Regions from separate parts of the Macaca mulatta genome. Here region 2 is linked to region 1. The links are chromatin contacts, called in public Hi-C maps. All regions are on one chromosome and are shown on one strand. The core of a region is the stretch at or near the end of the contact, and the rest is flanking DNA. Distances in the headings are between cores, read along the strand shown. Region 1 holds the start of ACAT1 (acetyl-CoA acetyltransferase 1). Region 2 holds the start of NPAT (nuclear protein, coactivator of histone transcription).

Region 1 (6,906 bases), core at 1,604-4,103:
GCCAGAAGCCAGCTGACATTGGTCAGCCTACAGTCATGCAGACAGAATAGGGGAGGGGAGAGAAATGAATCTGGGAGCAAATAGGCCCAAGACTGGCACAAGATAGGAAATTTTTTTTAAGTCTGAGTATTAAAAGAAGCTGAAAACTGGATCAAAACACAAAACAGGAGTTTCAAGGAGGGAGTGGTCAATAGTGTCAAATATAGGATAAAGGTCAAGAAGAAAAAACATGGGCCGAGCACAATGGCTCACACCAGTTTGGGAGGCCAGAAGTCCAAGACCAGCGTGCGCAACAGAACCAGACTCTGTGTCTACAAAAACTAAAATAAACATAGATTTTAAAAAATAATTTAAAACCACAGAAAAAGGAAATCACTGGTAATTTTCAGCTTGAGTGGCACAGAAATTTAACTGCAGAGAGTTAAGGAGAAATGGATGCAGAATAAATGGGAGGTAATGAGTAAAGACCACTCCTTTGACTAGAGAGAGAAAAGTGATTCAAGCTAGAAAGGCAACACGCTCCAATAAAGTCCATAAAGATTTGTTGAACATAAAAGAGACCTGATAAGCAAAGGGAAAAGAGCCAATGTAATGAGAGGTCAAATTCTATTCTACAAAATAGCACAGAAAACTGAAAATCCTGTTTATTGATTCAATAAATGACCATTTAATTCAAGTATCCAATACAACTGCTTCCTAGAGTTCAGTAACATGAATGTCACATATCATACATGAGAGCATGTACAGGCATTTTTTTCATGAGGAGTATTTGTTTTTGATTGTACGAGTATTTGTGTTTCATTTTAAGATTTTTTTTTAAGATGGAGTCTCACTCTGTTGCCCAGGCTGGAGTGCAGTGGCACGATCTCAGCTCACTGCAACCTTCCCCTCCCGGGTTCAAGCGATTCTCCTGCCTCAGCCTCCCAAGTAGCTGGGATTACAGGCACCCACCACCACGCCTGGCTTTTTTTTTTTTTTTTTTTTTTTTTTGTATTTTTAATAGAGGTCGGGTTTCACCATGTTGGTCAAGCTGGTCTTGAACTCCTGACTTCAAATGATCTACCCACCTCAGCCTCCCAAAGTGCTGGGATTACTGGCATAAGCCACCTCAACCAGCCTGATTGTAAGATCTTAATTAAACCATAAATTAAGAAGGTTCTGAACTTTTTTTTTTTTACATCTCTAGAGTACCTAGTTCACCTACCTCACTTAGTCAATACTGACTGAAACCCAAGATAACCTAATTACATTCTTGTGATTTCTCCACTCATCCCATGAGACTAACAAATGGCTAAAAACTATTCTTCCTTGGAAACCTACGCATTTTGACTTTTCTATTATCTCAGTCACCCAGGATCAGTTTTAGACTTTCTTTTCCCTTGGCTTCGCACCCTCACTCCATAATTGTAAAGTCCTACACTGGTTCTTCACAATCTCTTGCACAGCTCCTACCGCCAGCACCCTTGTGCAAGTGATGTTACTCTACGCCCAGACATAAGAACTAGAGTCATCTCCCACTGCAACAAAAACAAACACATCAATAATCCCTACTTAACTAGGGTCAAATCCATACACTCACAACATAACTGGATCCCCAAGCTTATTGCCCCAATCGACCTGGAAAACTCAAGTTTCACTAACCACACCCTGAAGGTCTCTACCTATTCCTGAGGCTTTGCCTGACAATCTGCGGTGCGTACTCCCTTGCTTACGCATGTGGAGAATAAATTCTTTGAGACTCCGCCCCTGTTGTGTTCTCTAAACACAATAATAAGAAGAGAGACATCCCTTGGAACACCCTCAGTATGTGAGCTTGCTTGATATATATCAAGTATATATATATATATTTGATATATATCCAGTATAATTTATTGTTTTGTTTTGTTTTTTTTTTTTTTGAGACGGAGTCTCGCTCTGTCGCCCAGGCTGGAGTGCAGTGGCCGGATCTCAGCTCACTGCAAGCTCCGCCTCCCGGGTTCACGCCATTCTCCTGCCTCAGCCTCCCGAGTAGCTGGGACTACAGGCGCCCGCCACCTCGCCCGGCTAGTTTTTTTGTATTTTTTAGTAGAGACGGGGTTTCACCGTGTTAGCCAGGATGGTCTCGATCTCCTGACCTCGTGATCCGCCCGTCTCGGCCTCCCAAAGTGCTGGGATTACAGGCTTGAGCCACCGCGCCCGGCTAATTTATTGTATTATCTGAGTAGTCATTAGCTTTCCCTGATAAATTTTAGGCTGCTCCAAAAAACGTCTGTTATGATCACATGGTGCCCTCTCCCCTTGTACGCCCAATGATTATCTATTGTATTAAAAAAGAAAAGGAACCTCTCCTGACAATAAAGCACACGAACATCTTTTAAAGAAAATCTCGGGAGCAGCTGCACAGGCCTGCAAAGAGGCTCTCCCCGATCCCACCGCTCAGGCCGGGCCAGCGCCAATCCCGGCCGTCCTGTCCGCCCAGACGCGTGCCCTCGTGTTTGACACCAGACACCTGCCCTGGTGTTTAACACGTACTGGTTAAACACACCAGTAACGCTCATTAAGATGATTACGCCGAGACCTCGGAAGTAGAAAAGTGCTGTAAAAATACGCGAGTCCCTGGGTGTTATGGGAGCACTTCGGCGGTTTTTGGACAAGACCCAGTCGCCTGCCTGTCCTGGGGCCTACGCCGCGCGCCCGGGCCGCCGGAGCTGCAACGGCCGCGGGCTGGAAGCTTTCGAGGCGGGGGACTCCTCGCTTCCCAGGTCTGAGCGCTGTGGGGACGAACCCCGCTCACCTGCACCAGCCTCCGGAGCAGGGGGCTGCGGCTGCGGGCGCCGCCGCGCAGAAGTGCCGCCAGCACAGCCATGATTGCAGAACGCCGAGGGGCTGCTGCACAGGCAGAGAACACCTCGGCGTCCTCCCCAACCCCGCACCCACAGCGACCCGGAGCGGGCACCGCCCATCCCGCCTCCTCCAATAGTAACCCTGGACCGTCACAGTCGGCAGCGATTGGCCGGCAGCCAAGGGTGGGGCGGAGCGTGGCGCTGGGACCCCGCAGCCTGGGCGAGGAAAGGTTGACAAGTGAATGACGTGGATGGAGACGCTGGCACCGGGGTCAACGAATACCTGACACGCTGCTGAATCCCGTGTCTACCACTTCTAACCCGCCGGGGCCGGTAGTTTATGTGTAATCCGAGATTTTTCGATTCACTGAGCATGTTTCCCTTAGGCCTACTCAGCACAAACTCATGAAAATATTTTAGGATTTTTTTTTTTTTTTTTTTTTTTTGAGACAGGATCTCACTCTGTCACCCAGGCTGGAGTGCACTGACGCGATCACAGCTCACTGCAATCTCGACCTCCAGGGCTCAAGCGATCCTCCCTCCCCAGCCACCCAAGTAGCTGGGACTACAGGCGCAAGCCTCCACAACCGGATAATTTTTGTATTTTTTGTGGAGACGGCGTTTCACCATGTTGGCCAGACTGGTCTTGAACTCCTGGACTCAAGTGAGCCTTCCTCCTCGGCCTCCCAAAGTGCGGGGATTACAGGCGCAGGCGACCACGCCCGGGTAATTTTTGTATTTTTTTGTAAAGACTAAGTCTCCCTATGTTGCCTAGGCTGGTTGCTAACTTCTGGGTTCAAGCAATCGACCAGCCTCGGCCTCTCAAAGTGCTGGGATTACAGCCGTGAGCCATCCCATCCAGCTGTGAAAATATTTTGAAGCAATCAAATTCCAGGCTCAGTCCAGATACAAATATGGGTAAAAGGCTTCAGGTGATTCCAGTCCCCAACCTTCAACCGCTCCAGCTGAGACCCCAGACATCATGGAGCAGAGACAAGCCATCCCCACCATGTTGTCTGAATTCATGATCCACAGAAATGAGGGAAAACAAATGGTTGTTATTTTAAGCCATTATGTTTTGGAGTAATTTTTTTTTTTTTTTTTTTAAGATAGGGTCTCACTCTGTCACCCAGGCTGGAGTACAGTGGTGCAATCATAGCTCAGTGCAGCCTCAAACTCCTGGTCTCAGGGGATCCTCCTTGTCTCTGCCTCCTGTAGCTAGGGGATCCTCCTGTCTCTGCTTCCCAAGTAGCTAGGACTACAGGCAGGTTCCACAATGCTAATTTTTTTTATTTGTATTTTATGTGGAGAAGGGGTCTTGTTGCCCAGGCTGGTCTCAAACTCCTGACCTTAAGACATCTTCTGGCGTTGGCCTCCCAAAGCACAGAGATTATAGGCATAAGCCGCCTTAACAGGTCTGTTCGGGGGTAATTTTTTTTTTTTTTTTTTTTTTTTTTTTTTGAGACAATGTCTCGCTCTTGTCACCCAGGCTGCAGTGCAGTGGCGTGATCTTGGCTCATTGCAACCTCTGCCTCCTGAGTTCCAGCAATTCTCCAGCCTCAGTCTCCCAAGTAGCTGGGATTACAGGTGCACGCTGCCACGCCTGGCTAATCTTTTGTATTTTAGTCGAGACGGGATTTCACCATGTTGCCCAGAGGCTGGTCTCAAACTCCTGAGCTCAGGAAATCCGCCCCCCTCAGCCTCTCAAAGTACTGGGATTACAGGCGTCAGCCACCATGCCTGGCTGGAGTAATTTTTTAATATAGCTATAAATATAGCACCCTGTCTTTAATTTCCCCGTCACTCCAGGTTTGTCCCTTAAAGTCCTCTGTGATTCCTGCACCGACACGAACCTCTCTATTCAACAGCTCACCAAGGCCTACCTCCTTCCTTGGAATGTCACACTGACACCTTCCCCTTCTACCAAAGGCCAAATATTTTTCATACTGGGCTGCTTTGAGAATTATTGAAAGGAAGTCATTACATTGTATGTCAGTGTTTAAGCTGCGTGTGTGTGTGTGTGTGTGAAACCGATAATATTTCTAACTGAAAAAGCTGAATTTTTAAAGAAATGAATCAGAAAACTAAAGGTCTGGCCTCATAGAGATAACCAGTTGTGAGAGGCCAAGCTCATGAGTGGGGCATCACACTGTAAAAAATGACTGGTTAGGCTGGGCGTGGTGGCTCACACCTGTAATCACAGCACTTTGGGAGGCCCAGGTGAGTGGATAATTTGAAGTCAGGAGTTCAAAACCAGCCTGGCCAACACAGCAAAACCCCATCTCTACTAAAAATACACAAATTAGCTGGGCATGGTGGTGGGCACCTGTGATCCCAGCTACTCAGGAGGCTGAGGCAGGATAATTGCTTGAACCTGGGAGGTGGAGATTGCAGTGAACTGAGATCACGCCACTGCACTCCAGCCTGGACAACAGAATGAGACTGTGTCTCAAAAAAAGAAGAAGAAGAAAAAATAAAGACTGGTTATATAGCTATGTATATAGTTCTTAATATGAACCAGTTCATTCACAGTTTAATTAATTTAATCCTCACAAAAATCCACTGAATTAGGAAGTAGCATTATCCACATTTTCCAGAAGTTTGTCCAAGGGCACAAAGCTTGTAGTTAGTGACACAGTTGCAATTGGAATCTAGGCAGTCTGGTTGCTAGGGCTAAGCTTCTAGGCACTCACTACACTAGTTGTATCTTAGGAGAGACCTGCCCTAGGAGAAACCTAACTAGGAACATAGAAGTCAGCTCTAATTGGACAATTCTGCCATCAGAGGCACTACCAGGAAATATTGCCACCATGTTCATCAGGACAGCTTCTAGAGAAGTTCAGAGAGATTTAGGAGCATTGAGGGGAGAAGAACAGTACATTCACTTCTGGAGCTACAGCAGGCAAGCTGCTCTTTAAAACTGAACTTCAAAAAAAACAAGAGTAGCTTTATCACCAATATGAGCACCAGGCAAAATGTAGCTAATAATTTCACTTAAGAATCTAGGACTCGACCGGGCGCGGTGGCTCAAGCCTGTAATCCCAGCACTTTGGGAGGCCGAGGCGGGTGGATCACGAGGTCAGGAGATCGAGACTATCCTGGCTAACATGGTGAAACCCCGTCTCTACTAAAAATACAAAAAACTAGCCGGGCGTGGTGGCGGGCGCCTGTAGTCTCAGCTACTTGGGAGGCTGAGGCGGGAGAATGGCGTGAACCCGGGAGGCGGAGCTTGCAGTGAGCCGAGATCACGCCACTGCACTCCAGCCTGGGAGACACAGCGAGACTCCGTCTCAAAAAAAAAAAAAAAAAAAAAAAAAAGAATCTAGGACTCGACCGGGCGCAGTGGCTCACACCTGTAATCCCAGCACTTCGGGAGGCCGAGGCAGGCGGATCACGAGGTCAGGAGATTGAGACCATCCTGGCTAACACGGTGAAACCCCATCTCCACTAAAAATACAAAAAATTAGCCGGGCGCGGTGGTGGGCACGTGTAGTCCCAGCTACTTGGGAGGCTGAGGCGGGAGAACCCGGGAGGCGGAGCTTGCAGTGAGCCGAGATCCCGCCACTGCACTCCAGCCTGGGCGACAGAGAGAGACTCCGCCTCAAAAAAAAAAAAAAAGAAAAGAAAAAGAAAAAAAAAGCAAGTGACTAGATTAACATTTCTTCTGTGAAATAGAAATGGAGTGTTGAAATGAAAATTAAGTACAATTAAGAGAGAATTATTTTTATTTTATTTGTATTTTAAAATTTGTTATTATTATTATTGGTAGTAGTAGTAGTAGTAGTAGTATTTTGGTAGACACAGGGTCTCACTATGTTGCCCAGGCTGGTCTCCAACTCCTGGGCCCAAGCAATCCTCCCTCCTCAGCTTCCCAAAGTGCTGGGATTATAGGTGTGAGCCACCACATCCGGCCAAATAATTTAAAAACATTTTTTGCATATCTGAATTTGTGGCTTTGGATTATCATCCCTGTCATAGCAGGTAATACAGCATCTGGACAGATATATTGATGAAGAGCTACTTAAAAAGTAGTTTATCTGGGATGCTGTTTATTACATTTGTCAAGGAGCTCTAGTCAATACCT
Region 2 (6,731 bases), core at 3,556-6,055, 99 kb before region 1:
CATCAAAGACACAATAATTTTTCTTAACATTTCCATATTTAAAATGAGATTTTCTTAAAATCTATACAAGCAATGCTGTAACACAAAAATGTTTGCCTTGCTTGCAGTGGTAGCAGGATTGAAATAAAAGTATAATTTACACTGGGTGCGGTGGCTCACGCCTGTAATCTCAGCACTTTGGAAGGCCAAGGTGGGAGGATCACAAGGTCAGGAGTTCAACCAGCCTGGCCAACATGTTGAAACCCTGTCTCTACTAAAAATACAAAAATTAGCCGGGCTTGTTGTCACGCGCCTGTTATCCCAGCTACTCAGGAGGCTGAGGCAGGAGAATAGCTCGAACCCTGGAGGCAGAGCTTTCAGTGAGCAAAGATCGAGCCACAGTACTCCAGCCTGGGTGACAGAGGAAGACTCCATTGGGGTGGGAGACGGGGGAAGTATATTTACTTTTTATTACTCTGAGACCAAAGAAACATGACATTTAAATTCAAACATGAAAGATAAATAGAAAACAGCCAGGCAAATAAGGAAATGAGTACTCAAGAATTTAACATTGACAATGAATTATTTAAAAGCACTCTTGGCTGGGCATGGTGGTGCATGCTTGTAGTCCCAGCTACTCAGGAGGCTGAGGCAGAATAATCACTTGTACCCGGGAGGCGGAGGTTGCAGTGAGCAGAGATCGCACTACTGCACTCCAGCCTGGTGACAGAGCAAGACTACGTCTCAAAGAAAAAAAAAAAGAAAAAAGCACTCTTGCTCATCTGGAGAGATGTGTCATTTTGCTGAGCCAAAGGCTTAAAACATGCTTTGGAACTGATAAGTAGGAGGCTATCAGAGCTAGTAAGCTTTGCCTACCACTTCCATCTCGACTGGTAATTAAGGCTCTTATTTAACACATAACGATAGGAGTAAAATATTTCTGTTTTAAAAGGAAATTCTATGCTATGGTGGTATCCTTTGCAAATGTCAAGGATCAACTATATTTTACTATGTCTTGATTCCACTGTAGTAGCTCTCTTCTTTTGGGGGCTTCTGATATAATCAAACTCTCTTTTGATGTCCTTCAAAATAATCTAATAAGAACAGTATTTCAACATGGACACAAAGATGGGAAAAACTGACACTGGGGACTGTTTGAGGGACAGAGAGAGAAAGAGGTATGGCTTGAAGCGCTACTTATCAGGTACTATGCTCACTACCTGAGTGACAGAATCATTCGTACACCAAGCCTCAAAAACATGCAATTTACCCATGTAACAAACCCGCACATCTACCCCCAGAACCTAAAATAGAAAAGAAAAAAGAAACAGCATTCTGTTTTACCAGTTCTGATCTAAACCTTTATATGATACAAAGAAGTTTTTTTATTAGACTATGAATGTCTGTAAACAGAAAAAATACATATATTTATGTATATTATACCTACACATACTTACAACTCAAGATGTAAAAAGGTAAAGTCCTTCTCCTATCCATACATCTAAATTCTACTTAATCTTTCAAGATCAAGTATGTTTTTCTGTCCCGATTCAATCTCACAAAATCTCAAAATTGGGAGGAACTAAGAGAACAGGTCCAATTTTCCTATAAAGGAAAGAATGTCTCCTACAAAATGAATGCCCTGTCTTTGAATATTCTCAGTAAGAGCTGACTACCCGGGCCTGGCGCAGTGGCTCATGCCTGTAATCCCAGCATTCTGGGAGGCTGAGGTGAGCATTTCACGAAGTCAGAAGTTCAAGATCAGCCAGCCTGGCCAACATGGTGAAACTCCGTCTCTACGAAAAATACAAAAATTAGCCAGGTGTGGTAGCACATGCCTGTAATCCTAGCCATTGGGGAGACTGAGGCAGGAGACTCACTTGAACCCAAGAGGCAGAAGTTGCAGTTAGCTGAGATCACACAATTGCACTCAGCCTGGGCAACAGAGAAAAACTCTGTCTCAAAAAAAAAAAAAAAAAAAGAGCTGACTACCCATTTTATTAGCAGACGGCTCTGATTCTCTTCTCCTTTTGTATTCACTGGTGGTTCTTCTGACCTCCCCATCCCCCAACACTATGACAACCTCCACTTTACTCTGCTATAGATTACAGATTGTTATTTGAGTCCTTTTCATTTGATTATATACTTCCTGTGGACAAGTATTATCATTTTTGATTTTCTATTCCTTATGGTTTTATCTAGGAATTTTCTTACTTCTTCAATTTCAGTTTAAAGCCCTCTTGAAGTCAATAAGGAAAATGAAGCTGGTAACGTAACCAACGAAAATACCTTAGCAGTATCCAAAGAACCATAAGGGCTAGCACCTTTATTCCTAAATATACTAAAGATTTGACACTTCCCGGAAGAGGCAGCCCTAAACTTGACTTTTTTTTTCCCCATGGTGTGACTTCTTTGAACTTGTTTTTCTTACCTTCAGTTTCTTAATGATTACTTTGAAGAAAACAAAACAGTTCAGTATTATCTACATAAACAGAAGATGTTCATTCACTGATAGATGCAAACAATATTTACTAAGTATAGCTAGACAAATAATGAACTAAACAGATACAAATCCTACCCTCATGGAGTCGTATCTGGGCAGCAGAGTGTCAGTAAACAAGTAAACTGATAAATCAATGCATAATTCCAAATTGTGATGTATGCCTCTGAGGAAACAAAAATACAGTGATAGAAAATAACTGTAGAGAGGATCATTTTAGATAAATTGTCAGGGAACATATCTCAGAGGAGTTTATAATAAAGCCAAGATCTGAACTAACTGGTGCCAAACCAAAAAAGGGCTAGAGGACCAACACTTCAGGGAAGGAAACTAGCACAGCCAAAGGGTTCTACAATGTAAAAGCACACAGTATGTTGGCGGAACTGAAAGAAGGCAGAGGAACTATTAGGTAATCAACTAGAGTATGAATGTCACCACATAAAGATGAACTTCATTTATACATTAATCCAGAATATCTAGGTTCCACTCAAGGTTCAAATGAAAAGATACAGATTTCCCACCTCCTACGAGCCTCTGAATTGACGAATTCAGTGTTCCTTTTTAGATCTCAACCAAGTTGACCCCTTTGCAGAACTTGTCAATGACGCTTATATCCCATCTTCCTAGAAATAACTCTGCCCTTGGCATGTCATTCTTTTCTAGTGCTAAGGAGTGTGGCCTCTGTAGTCAGATTGTATTAGTTCAAATACTGGTTCAGCCACTTACAAACCGTATAATCTAGAGCAAGTTCACTAATCTCTTCAAACCTCAGTTTCTCAATGAGAAAAGGAAAAACAATACTAGTACCTACCTCTATGAGTTCCTGTAAGGACCCATATACATGCTTACAGTGCCTGAAACACAGCAAATGTTAGCGATGATCATATTCTCTTCCTTTATGACTGTTTCGAAAGTCTCCTGATAGCTCTTCTTCCGCTCATACCTCAAAGAACAGTTTTGTTTTCTTGGTCTCATCCATTCCTACGACTTCAGCAGTTGAAAACCCACAAAATATATTTCATTCAATACTAGACCTCACTCTGGAGCTTCAGGGTCCTTCTACACTTTGTGCCTTTACACGCATTTTTCCTTCCATCTGGAAGGCTTCTACCATCTGCCAAGGTAACGCTGCGAGGTCTCACCACAAACTGAATTGATAGTCTCAGGCTGAGTTTGCAGAGAACCAAAGTCACTCCTCTACCATCAGAGTACTCCCCTATCACATACATTATCATCTATTGTAGTTGTCTTTCTACTTATCTGTACCTGGTAACAACAGTAGCTAACGCTCACGAGTGCTCACCGCAGGTCAAGATTATCTCACTTATCTTCACAAGACAGTAGAGCGAGGTCACACGAGTGACAGTCAGAATTCCAACTCCAGCCGTATGCTTCCAGAGCCCAAGCTCTTAACCGCGAGGCTGCAGTTAAAATATCAATCAATGCTCGCTGACTAAAAGTACTAAATACGAAAGAGAGATCAAAAGATGACTGGTCAAGTCGCGTAGTTAAATCTGAACCCTAAGGTGACACGAAAAGAGGATGAGCAAGAGGGAGGGTTCAATTCAGGGCATTTAAAAGGATGAGGTTATTGGCCAAGTCCGCTAGGAACCCGAAGAGAGGCCGGGAAAGATGGAGTGAGGAAAGGAGTCAAGGGAAAGATGGAGTGAGGAGAGGAGTCAAGGGCCGCTCTGGAGGGGTGCATGAGATTGGGGGTCTAGGGAAAGGACAAACTGGATCGCATGCGACTGAATTTTCCAACGCAGGAGCCTCTGCGTTGCCTCTGCGCCCCTACCGTTGTATTCGGAAGGTCAAAGTGGTATCAACCACGGCGATGGCTGCAGCGCAGATCCTGGCTCTTCTCGCCTCCTCCCGCGGCGACGGCTTCTTTTCTCCGTTAGCCACGCAGGTACCTACTCCCGCTTCCGGTTCAAACCCTGCGTGACTGCACAGCGCCCACCTCTGGAAGAAGAAGCAGGGCCGAGCAGCGGCAGAGCACGGTGTGCCCATGCGCGCCAAGCATCACGCGGTCTCCGCGCTCAAAACACTCCCCCAAAACATCCGGCCCGTCGGAGCAAATGCGCCTGCGCCTCGTCCACCAATGGCCAGCGACCTAGCGTTTGCGGCTCGCCCTTCGGCTCGGGATCCGGGGTTCTCACCCGCCGTCCTCACCCTCCTCATCCCCGCCCCTCCAAGTTTGAGGACGGAAGTGACGACAGTTCCAAAGGCGAACGGAGGCGGGTTTCATTTCGGCGCCTTTCTTTCTCTGGCAGAAGCGATTGGCTGGCGTAAAGCGAAAGAGGCGGGACAAATTGCCGCGGGTTCAGTACCGCCACTGGAACCGGGAGATGCGGCGCAGGAGCTGTCGCTGTGTTTGCTTTAACCTGAGTCTTGTTCCTTATTGTGGTTCCTGCTGCGGTTTTGATCATGTTGTTACCCTCGGACGTAGCCCGGCTTGTATTGGGTAAGCGCGGGCTCGGGAAGGAGGGTTATTGGACCCGGCTATGCCGGACACAAGGACCTTTGAGGCCAAAGGTTTTCCCTGGGTTGGGGAAGCTTTAGGGTTTTGCCTCCCAGCTTACGAGTTGAGACTGGCGGTGATTCTTCGTCACTCTGAGGTTCTAGGCAGTTTAAGCTTCTTTGTATGTAGATGCTTCTCTCTTCAGAGGCTGCGTGGCGAGGGGAAGGCCGAGGGGAAGCTCGAGGTGCAACACCTGGAGCCGGATTCGGAGGGAAAGTCAGGCCTCCACAGTTAATTAGGACCCCTGAAAGAGCGTATGTCTGCATGACGGACGGGTTGCGTGTGCTTTAACCTTGGGCGCACTTTCCGTGGTTCATTGCTGGGACCAAAATAGGGCAAAGAGGGACTTCCCCGGCCCCCCATCTTTGTAGGGAGACCTTCCTGGCGCCCTTTTAATTACCCGCCCTTATAACTACGAATTTGGGAGTAAGGGTGATCTTCCTTCTCCATCCTCCACGCAATACGTCGTCCAGTGTAGAGGTGTGAAATGCCACTTGCATATTTTAAAACAGCAATTCCTGTACCTTTGATCAGCAAAAAATTTCAGAGGGTTAATTGCCTTAAATTAGTTGAATGTTTTCTAGCCCTAGTTTTACCTTCATTTGAGGAGGGGTGGTTTGTGGGTCACTTGTCTGTCAGGGTGTATTGTCTGAGTGAGAGACGGGTTTTGTTGTTTGTCCCTTGAAAGAATAAAAAGGATTGTACTACAGGGGACGAGAGTCACGTAAAGCTCAAAACCCGAGCCAGTGATTTACAGACGTCGTATGCGACGTCCTTAAAAGTAAATGGCAAGCATCTGTGATGAAACCTCCCGTAGTATTCGCAGCCATTACTACCATTATTTTATTGTTCGGAAAACCCATTTGTCTTGTGCCTCTTTTAAATGCCCAGCGCTGTCCACAAAAATGTTATTTGCGCAGGGCTCTTGATAAGCTCATTTTGCAGGAAACGTTAAACGGAAATGGTTCCACCATCCATTTTTGAAGAAACTAATGACAAGTTTAAACTGTTTTGTTAATATCTGGTTAATCTTTTGCTTAAGAATTCTGAGTTTTGGCAGTTTGGTAATCTAGTTGAGTTTCGGTAACTGTAGTCTTAGACATGATTTCTCAGCCTCAGTACTGTTAACATTTTGGGCCTAATAATTCTTTATTGTGGGGAGCTATCCTGTGCTCAAACATTGTAGGATTAAAAAGCAGCATTCCTGGCTTCTATTCACTAGATTACAGTAGGACACCCATTCCCCACCCTGCCCTTACCCAGTTGTGATTAGGGAAAATGTCTGTAGGTGTTGCTAGTATGTCCCCTGGAGGGCAGAATCATCCCTAGTTAAGAAAGTCCTAAGAAAGCAGTATCATTTTCTAATTGAAATAATTCGCATCAATTTGTGAGTATTCTTTCTCCACAAACCGGCTACTCTGCTGACTTCCTGCTTTTCATTTAATGGACAAAAAACGCCAGCCATGGTTTTCTTACCTTAAAAATCTTTGTCATTCACATTCCATTTTCACTGCCACCAGTCCCGCAATGTGCCTGCCATTACTTCTCGTTTGGACTTCTGTCATGGCTTCCTAGATAGTTGTCCTTGCAATTCATTTTATTTACTGCTGTCACAAATCTACCTGAAGCGTTCGCACTATACCTTTTATTCTGAAAGTTGATATAATTCTGTTCTTACTAAAAATTTCAAATGTGCAGGAGTATACAATACAAAAAAAAAGCCTCCCCATG

Evidence for each region. A called contact is a pair of places that touch in the nucleus more often than the background predicts.
Region 2: a contact with region 1 is called in a Hi-C map of fetal cortical plate, with 2.0 times the contacts expected there. The contact joins the promoter of NPAT here to the promoter of ACAT1 in region 1. A contact is called at or near these places in 2 of 14 Hi-C or Micro-C datasets (fetal cortical plate and liver).

The regions. Positions count from the first base shown.
Region 1 is chr14:108,971,211-108,978,116 of T2T-MMU8v2.0, reverse strand. It overlaps ACAT1 (acetyl-CoA acetyltransferase 1), which reads right to left and starts at 2,853. Exons shown (of 12, transcript NM_001265693.1): 1 at 2,774-2,853. The coding sequence starts at 2,845.
Region 2 is chr14:109,072,307-109,079,037 of T2T-MMU8v2.0, reverse strand. It overlaps NPAT (nuclear protein, coactivator of histone transcription), which reads left to right and starts at 4,805. Exons shown (of 18, transcript XM_015115607.3): 1 at 4,805-4,943. The coding sequence starts at 4,907. ATM (ATM serine/threonine kinase) reads right to left here and starts at 4,483. Exons shown (of 63, transcript XM_015115608.3): 1 at 4,275-4,483.